2 separate regions of the Sus scrofa genome follow, and region 2 is linked to region 1. Evidence: chromatin contacts called from public HiChIP or PLAC-seq data. All regions are on one chromosome and are shown on one strand. Each heading gives the region's core, a stretch centred on a gene start, on an enhancer-like site or on the middle of the called end of the contact. The rest is flanking DNA. Distances are from core to core; before and after follow the strand shown. Region 1 has its middle 8.6 kb from the start of SLAMF9. Region 2 holds the start of SLAMF8 (SLAM family member 8).

Evidence for each region. HiChIP or PLAC-seq counts read pairs in DNA pulled down with a chosen protein or histone mark.
Region 2: an H3K27ac HiChIP or PLAC-seq map of alveolar macrophages shows a contact between it and region 1. The contact joins the promoter of SLAMF8 here to the enhancer-like site in region 1. A contact is called at or near these places in 12 of 47 Hi-C or Micro-C datasets (epiblast stem cells, fetal liver, liver and 7 more) and 1 of 2 datasets of contacts at active chromatin or transcription factors (alveolar macrophages).

What each region holds. Positions count from the first base shown.
Region 1 is chr4:90,524,340-90,529,067 of Sscrofa11.1, forward strand. No RefSeq gene overlaps it. Among named protein-coding and RNA genes, the nearest start is that of SLAMF9, 8.6 kb to the right of the region's middle. Within about 2 kb of position 2,307, at least 1 of the 83 cell types and tissues checked has an H3K27ac peak or open chromatin away from gene starts, as enhancers often do. A contact at or near this core is called in alveolar macrophages, where this site is marked.
Region 2 is chr4:90,671,222-90,675,949 of Sscrofa11.1, forward strand. SLAMF8 (SLAM family member 8) reads right to left here and starts at 1,823. Exons shown (of 6, transcript XM_003125670.3): 1 at 1,035-1,823. The coding sequence starts at 1,122.

The DNA.
Region 1 (4,728 bases), core at 1,057-3,556:
GGGAGGAGTGATATAGGGGTGGGTTGTGGGAAGTATAAACAATTGTGTAAGGTAGACTCAAGGATGTATTGTATAACATGGGGATATAGCCAGTATTTTGTAATAACTATAAATGGAGGGTAACCTTTTAAAACTGCATAAAAATAAGCGTTCCCTAGAGCTCAGCAGGTTAAGGTTTTTCCATTGTCACTGCTCCTGCTCGGGTCACTCCCATGGTGTGGATTTGATCCCTGGCCTGGGAACTTCCACATGCTATAAGCATGCCCCCCTTCCCAAACTGTATAAGAATAGGAAATAAAGGAGTTCCCATCGTGGCTCAGTGGTTAACGAATCCGACTAGGAACCATGAGGTTGCGGGTTTGATCCCTGGCCTTGCTCAGTGGGTTAAGGATCCGGCGTTGCCGTGAGCTGTGGTGTAGGTTGCAGACGAGGCTTGGATCCCGCGTTGCTGTGGCTCTGGTGTAGGCCGGCGGCTGCAGCTCCGATTGGACTCCTAACCTGGGAAACCTCCATATGCCACAGGAACAGCCAAAGAAATGGCAAAAAGACAATAAAATAAAATAAAATAAAAAGAATAAGAAATAAATAAAATTGGATGATAAAAAAAGAAAACAAAAAAATTCTGCCCCCCAAACCAAAAAAAAAAAAAAAAAAAAAAACGAAGAAAGAAAAGTATTTAAAATGTGAGTGGCAGGGGAGGGCGGTCATTGGTAGCCTTTGAAAAGGAGAAAACGAGACTGCCTTTTGGTGCCAAAGTATAAGTCAGTCCTTTGTGGGTCAGAGATGAGATATGCAAATTATTTAAAGAAACAAATGACCAAATGAAGGTATTTATTTTTTTTTTATTTTTTTTTTTTAATTTTTAATTTTTGTTGTTGTTGTTGTTGTTGTTGCTATTTCTTGGGCCGCTCCCGCGGCATATGGAGGTTCCCAGGCTAGGGGTCGAATCGGAGCTGTAGCCACCGGCCTACGCCAGAGCCACAGCAACGCGGGATCCGAGCCGCGTCTGCAACCTACACCACAGCTCACGGCAACGCCGGATCGTTAACCCACTGAGCAAGGGCAGGGACCGAACCCGCAACCTCATGGTTCCTAGTCAGATTCATTAACCACTGCGCCACGACGGGAACTCCCCAAATGAAGGTATTTAATTTCTTAGAAAAATGAGACGGGAGTTTCCTTTGCGGTGCAGCAAAAACGAATCCGACTAGGAACCATGAGGTTGCAGGTTTGATCCCTGGCCTCGACCAGTGGGTTAAGGATCCAGCATTGCCATGAGCTGGTGGTGTAGGTCACAGATACTACTTGGATCTGATGTTGCTGTGGCTGTGGTGTAGGCCTGCGGCTGCAGCTCCAATCAGACCCCTAGCTTGGGAACCTCCATATGCTGCAGGTGCAGCCCTAAAAAAGCGAAAAAAAGAGATGGGTGGTGTAGACTCATTGAAGGGAGAATCATGGAAGCAAACCCTGACGGTGCCACCTGGGTTCTGCCAGGAGCCTGTGAGCCAAACCGCAGTGTCCTGGCATCCTGGTGGAAGGAGTGCACGACAGAGATGGATGTAATAGATTGTTACCCGACCTTTTATTTTATTTTCATCTTTAAGTTTCATTGCAGTATAGTTGATTTATAATATTGTGATAATTTCTGCAGTACAACAAAGTGATTCCATTATACATGGACACACATCCACTCTTTTTCAGATTCTTTTCCCACATTGTCCATCACAGAATGCTGGGTGAAGTTCCCTGTGCTATACAGCAGGTCCCTGTTGGCCAGTCATTCCATTTACCACATTGTGCATATGCCGATATTTTATTTTTATTTTTCCATGTTTAGAACCTTCTTATTTTGAGATACTTTTAGAGCTACAGGGTTACAGAATGCTTGTAGAGTTTCATCCAGCTTCTGCTAACAAATGATACGAACATCATATGAGTTAGTATCATATGCATTTGACATATGCATTTGTCACCAGATGGTTGCATCATGGTCATTTCCCTTCCGCTAATACCATGCTCCGGGGCAGGCTTCTGTTGACACCTCCCCAGACTGATCATGTACTTTACACTCTCAATAAGGTAGGCTTCTTGCCTCCCTCCTTCTGCACCCCTTCATCCCATTTTGTTTCCCCTTTCGGTACTTTATCACTTGATGCTGCTCATTTGTTTGTTGTGCACGGCTTACCTCCCCCAGCCCTGACCCTAACTGGAATGTAAAAAAACCATGTTTCCTACAGCTGGACGCTGCCTGGCCCTTCACTGGAACTTCCTAAATGTGCAGGATGAGTGGCTAATTCTATACATCAGTCAACCACAGCTCTGATCAGATGAATCAGTCACTCAAACTCTGATCACCTCTGACATTAATGAGCTGGAGGGTTTGGTGGTTTGTTTGTTTGCTTTGTCTTTTGAGGGCTGCACCGGCCTCATAGGGAGGTTCCCAGGCTAGGGGTCAAATAAGAGCTGCAGCTGCCCCCCTACACCAGAGCCACAGCAACGCAGGATCTGAGCCGCGTCTGCGACCTACACGACAGCTCGCAGCAATGCTGGATCCTTGACCCTCTGAGCAAGACTGGGGTTAAACACACATCCTCATGGATACTAGTCAGGTTCATTATCGCTGAACCACAACGGGAACTCCCAGTGAGCTGGAGTTTTGAGTCTGTGGTGTGGTGGGCTAGAGCCTGAGCAGTGCTGAAAGTGCTGAGAAAAGTCTTACTCTGTTCGGAGCTGTCTGGGTGGCCAGCAGGCTTCCCTCAGGCTGCCCCCTCTGTTCCCCTCAGGCTCTCTTTGAGTGCCTCCGGTCTCAAATACAAATTAACAATAAAAACAAATACAGATACAAATTAATAGTGACACCCACAATACTAATATTTACTGAGGGCTTTCTGTGTTGGGACATTGCCAGATAGAGTTCTGTTAACATCCCAAATTAGGTTCATCAAAAGTTCTGCCTGTAAGACTCCAGGAGACCTGGGTTTGGGCCTCAACCCTACGGTCTCGAAGTCCCTTCACTAAATGGACCTCAGGGAAGGGCCAGGCAGTGTCCAGCTGTGGGCTACACAGCTCTTTGTGCTTGTAATTTTTTTTTTTTTTTTTGTCTTTTTAGGGCCGAACCCACAGCTTAGGGAAGTTGCTATAGCAACACCAGATCCAAGCCGAGTCTGTGACTTACACCACAGCTCACAGCAACGCCGGATCCTTAACCCACTGAGCAAGGCCAGGGATCGAACCCACATCCTCATGGATACTAGTTGGGTTCATTACCGCTGAGCCACACGGGAAACTCCTGTGCTTTTAATTTGTAAAATAAGGGGTTGGACAAGATTAGTAGATGCTAAACTTTTTTTTTTCTTTTAGTGACAGAAACCTGTTTGCAAACAAGTGCTGCATCACCAACCCCACCTGTTGAGGAATAAACATGAGGGGAGGTCTTGGGATGAAGTTCTGGCCCATAGTCCAGGACAGAATGCTCTCCAAGCCCTAGAGGCAAAGCCCCCAGAGCCCCACTCCTGTCCTAGGAAGCCCAGCCCTAGAAGGCCGAGTTTCAGAGCTCCACTCAGGGGGAAAGAAAGCTTTTGTGATCTGAGACAAAGGCATCTCTAGCGGGGGAACTTCCTCTCTGGTTCAGCAGAACAAAGAGCAGGAAGTATGTGTCCAGTATCTCAATCTTTATTTATTTATTTATTTATTTTTAGGGCTGCACCTATGTCATATGGAAGTTCCCAGGCTAGGGGTCAAATTGGAGCTTCTGCTGCCAGACTACACCACAGCCACAGCAACATGGGATCCCATCTACATCTGTGACCTACACCACAGCTCACGGCAATGCTGGATCCCTAACCCACTGAGTGAGGCCAGGGATTGAACCCACATCCTCATGGACACTTGCTGGATTCAATACCACTGAGCCACAGTGGGAACTCCCATTCTCAAACTTTAGTGTATAGTGGAATCCCTCCCTTGGGGGGATCTGGATGAGCAGGGGGATTCGTAGGCACCCTCTTCCCCTATCCTGGTCCCCTGGGTTTACAATGCCCAAGGACTCAGCATTGTAATCCGCCCTCCGTGTGATTCTAATGCTGAGGTTACAAAACCTGCGTTTTGAGAATAGTAAGCAGGAGGGCAAGCAGAGCATCTGGCAGTGAGTCGGTTTTAGCTAAGAAGTTGTGACAAATTGTACTTAAAGGGAGAGTTGAGGGAAGGGTGTGTGTGTGTGTGTGTGTGTGTGTGTGTGTGTGTGTGTGTGTAGAGGAAGCCCTCTGGGATTTGGAGGCCCAGAAGGCAAGGAATGAGCTGTCAGGCCATATGTTCTCAAGGGTCTCAGCCAAGCATGCTACGTATATAACAGGCCAATCTGGTGAGCAGGCAGGTGGCCTGGAAAACACTGAGCTGGGCTGAGTGCCAGCGACAATGCTCACTGTGTCCTCAGACCAGGGGCTGATGGGTGCTGCCAGTGAACTGTCTCCACTCAACCGACGCACGTGTCCTCTGTTGGAGACTTCTTGCGCATTCTCTTCAATAACTGCAGGCTCTGGCCAAGAACGAAGGGGCCCCAGGTCTTCACGACCCCCACGCCCATGATCTCGACGCTTAACTAACCTTCAGTAAAAACCATGACCCACATGCCTGCTGCCCTCGCTGTGTGACGCTCTGTGCTGAGTGCCTTAGAGGCATCATCTCATTTCCTTTTCACAACCACCCTGCAAAGCAGATGTTGTGATCATC
Region 2 (4,728 bases), core at 573-3,072, 150 kb after region 1:
TGGATGCCAATCAAGATTCCTGGGCTCTCCTGCCCTGGCTCTGCTGCAGAGGAGCTGCGTGGACCTTCAGCCTATCACCTACTTTTCTAGGTCCCATCTGTACAACGAGGGAGTGCACCCAATCAGTGCTACTCATCTTGTTTACCAATAAGAAAACTCATTTTTGCTCCCCACGTTCAAGGATTTAAAAGATCTGTGAGCCAAATGGATTTCCTTTTTTCTTTTTTTCTTTTTGCAGGATTTCCATCTCGCATTTAGACATGTAGAAGTCTGCAGGGCTTTTGGTACCAGGAACTCAGGTGGGCACACTGGACAAAGTCATCTCAGAGTCCCTACGAGTCTCTGATGCAAACAAAAGTGTCTGCACCTTTGCTAAGCCCCATGCCTCCTATCCCCTAGCCTAGGGGTGCTGGCCCTTGTCACACTGACCACTTGTTAACGGAGGGAGGGAAGTCAGGCACCATACAGGATGAGGGGGTGGTCGCCCCGTGTTGAAGACCCCTGACGTGTCTCTTCTGACATCACTCAGTTACTGGCCACCCCAAGTCCACAGGCATGATATTAACTTGCTCTTGTCTCTCATTCCTCCTCAATATCCACTTCCACTCCCACAGACCTGCAGGGAGAGGCTGCAGCTTTCCCACAGGCTGTTGGAAAGACATCCTCAGATTGTAAGAGCCCTGCCCTCCCCAGATTGTCCTTACAAGTTGCATATGTTAACATCGCCAGCCCCTGACCATTCTCACAACCATCTCTTTCAAAACAAATGGTATCACCAGCCTCAGTTTTATGGGCCACAAAACAGCTCGTGTCTCATGGACATGGGGGTCCTTGGGCTGCCATCCTTCTACCCAGGACCCTGCACCTCTCTGCCTCTTGTGAGCTTTCAAGGTTACCGAAGAACCTGCTTCAGTCTTCCCAGCCCTCCTCAGCTCCTGTGTGCACACTTGGGATGGGGAGAGGGGGTCCTGCTCAGAAGTCTGACGAGGGACCTTCAGCTCTCTGAGACCAGACCCTCCGCCTGCCCCGCTTACCTTCGCAGAGAAGTAGACTCCACAGGGACCACACGGCCATACTCCAGAGAGGCAGGTGAGCTCCCTCAACAACCAAAATCCAACACATCCCAAGTTGAGTGGATACACGGAAGGAGCTGTGGTCCTTTTGGAAAGTCCCGTGTTCAGAAGAAGGAATCTTGACTCAGAACAAGATGCCCCAAAAGTGAAAACATCCAGAGGAAAGTGGAAGTTGGCCTCGAGACTAGCTGGACTCTATCAGGAGCTGATTCTTGTAAGTCAGCCTCTTTTGAGTGCATATGGTTGGCCAATGCAAGCGACCGGCGCCCACACACAAGCCCACATCTTCCTCTCTGACTCCCGGTAGGGCCTCTCTGCATCCCGCTCTGCCCTGCTGCCTCCTGGCATTCCCGTTGCAGCCACAGAGACCCCTCTAAACTGCAATTCCCATCATTACTTCTCCTCTGCTTCAGATTCTTCCGTGGCCTCACACCACTCTCAGGATAAAGACTAAACTCTTGGCGTAGCATCCAAGATTCTTCCAAGTCCAGCTCCAGCTGCTTCTCCAGCCCCGTGTCCCATGGCCACTCTGCTCTCCAGCCATGCCAAGCCAGATCTACCTCTTCTTAGAACTACCTATTCCATACTTTCATGTGTTGGACTTGGCATGGCTATGTGGGCTAGGTGGCCAGCCGGACTCCCGCCCAAGGCTACTGCACCACAAAGCAGCAAGAGGAACCTCCCCTCCTTCCCTCCACCCCCACCCCAGCTCTTCTGTTATCACTCTTAGCATGTTGTTTTGTAACAGTTTTCTCATGTCTACTGACTGCTTGCTGCCAAGGTCATGTATTCACTTCTGCATCCCCGTCCGTGCTGGGCACCTCATGGATGTTTTGAATGTTTGATAAACGCAAGCATGAATTCTAGATGTGGTTACATATTTTGCTTCCTGGAAGCTCCGCAACTCTTCTCCAAGAGAGTCTTATGATTGTCCTGTTAGAGACAGGGAAGTTTGAAAACCAGAGTGAGGCTAACCCCTCTCAGAGGTCACAGAGAAGTAGAGCCTTAGAAATGTGGTCCATTTTTGCCAGTCACCCCCCTCCACCCCGTTTCTCCTCTCACTTCCAGGTACTTGGTTTCTTGAGTCAGGGAAGGCATCGCAAGAAGATGAGGAAAATCTCTGAGCTTCCTGCCTGTGGCTCGTGGTATCTAGTCCTGCATAGCTTCTGACCTGTCAGTCACTCTGGATGCTCCGGTCCAGACCCAGTCAGGGAGGTGGCAGATGCTGTGGTGGGTGATCAGGAGGATTCCAGGATGGGGTCCGGCCCTCCAGACCCTCACCATGAAATTGTAGAAACAAGATACGCCCTGGGAAGGGAAGCCCCACTGCAGACAGACACGGCTCTGTGCAAAAGGGCAGCCCAGGCAGCTTACAGTGGGAAGCGGTCTCTGGTGGATGTGGGCATGGGATGCCTCCTTAAAAGGTGGAATTTGAGCTGCATCTTGAAGATGGACATGAGATTGGGATAGGCTGAGAAAAGCAGGAGGGTCAGAGGTTGGGAAAGGGCTCTGAGCATGAGAGGAAAGCAGAATGTGTGAGGCTTGGCAGTGGGAAAGTCTCAAGCGGGCTCCTAGGACAGTGAAGAACCAGAGAGGTGAAACTTTAGGGCTGCTGTGGGTAAGATGGAAAGGGAGGTTGGGCTCAGGTTATGGAGGCCTTGAGTACTGGGTGAAGTTTAGGCTTTTCAAACTCTGGAGACCAGCGACTCTCACCCAGGCTGAGTGCTCAGGCATTCTGGTTCAGAGGGGCTGGGCTGGGGCCAGTGTTTTATTATTTTTTTCTCTTTAGGGCTGCACCTGCAGCATATGGCAATTCCCAGGCTAGGGGGTGAATCGGAGCTGTAGCTGCCGGCCTACGCCAGAGCAACAGCAACGGTGGGATCCGAGCCATGTCTGTGACCTACACCACAGCTCACAGCAACGTGACTCCCAAACCACTGAATGAGGCCAAAGATCGAACCCGCATCCTCATGGATTCCAGTTAGGTTTGTTTCTGCTGCACCATGAAGGGAACTCCCTGGGGCCAGTAGTTTCAACAAGCACTGTCCTCCAGGCGATTCCAGGCTGCAGGATGGAGGGAGCGCTCTGAGAAGCTCTGCTTATCCATTTTGAGCTGGGGCTACTTTGCTAGGGGAGGACAGCATGCAGGGCTGACTGGGAGAGAAAGAAGATGCAGGGAAGCCTGGGTAGCAGCTGTTGTGATGGTTCCCGCTGAAGCAGAGAGGAACTCTCTAGAGAGAAAGGGGGCAGAACCAGCGTCGTGATGGAACTTGGATGCCACCCACTTATGGTGCAGGGAGTTCAAAGGAGGGGAATCACCTAGGACTCTGCTGCCAATCCTGTCATCCATGTGTCAGGTATTTATTGAGCATCTACCTACGTGCCAGGTGCTGGGGACACAGAGATGAAAGGCACAGTCCCTGCCCCCAAGGACTCTGCAGTTTAGAAGACAGACACGTAACCCGATAATTACAATCAGTGTGGCCAGAGCAACGCCAGCTGTGTGCATGGAAGGCTATGGGAGCCAGAGGACAGATGGGTTGGAGCCAGCTGGGTGGGTGGGGGGCCAGGAGCGCTTTGTGGAGGGGGTGGTATTTGAGGAGAGCCTTAGGGCACAAACAGATGAAGGAGAGAGTAGGACTGAAGAACTCAGTCTCTAGAGTCAGGCTTCCTAGGGTTGGATCTTGGCTGTGGAACCTTGAGCAAAGTGGCTTCTCTTTGTTCTGTGTCTTTATCCACGAAATAGGCATTAATAACAGAATCGACCTCAGAGTGGTGCTGTAGGGTGAAACCACTTAAAATAGGGTCTTATCAACTATAATAAAAACATTTTAAAAAAAGAATAGGGTGGAGTTCCCCTTGTGGCTCAGTGATTAATGAACCTGACTAGGATCCACAAGGATGTGGGCTCAATCTTTGGCCTTGCTTGGTGGGTTAAGGATCTGGCACTGCCGTGAGCTGCTGTGTAGGTCGCAGATACAGCTCGGATCCAGCGTTGCTGTGGCTGTGGTGTAAGCTGGCAGCTATAGCTCTGGTTTGACCCTTGGATGCGGCCCTGAAAAGCAAAATAAATAAATAAATAAATAAAAATGATAGGGTCTGGTGCACAGTCGTGTAAAATAAAGAATGTTGCCCACCATCCAGTTCTACAAGAATCAAATCGCTGGCTACAGCAGTTGCTGACCTACAATACACTCTGAAAGGAATTCAGGGTGAAGATCAGGATGAGAGGCACTCTGTGTTCTGGGAAAACAAGCAGAACTGGCCCTCAGATAGTTTCAGAGAAAATTTTATGAACCCAGTTTCTTGCATCCTCCCACACTTCGAAAAGCACTAAAATCATTAGAAGATAGCTGTGCTTCGTGACAAGCAGTGACCTTCTGCCGAGATGGCTGCTTGATGCAGGCACCCTTTCTCCATATCTACATATAGGCTGACCTCCCCTTAATGTCTTTGGAACAGTTTCTCATTTTCTGAGAGGCTGTCTCCCAGGCTCTAGTCCTCTGTAAGTCTCCAGATAAAATGAAAACTCTCAGCTTTTCACAATGTGCTCTTTTTTGTTTGTTTGGTTTGTTTGTTTGGTTTTTTTTTTTTTTTTTTTTGCTTTTGCTTTTTTAGGACATGGCATATGGACATTCCCAGGTTAGGGTCCAAT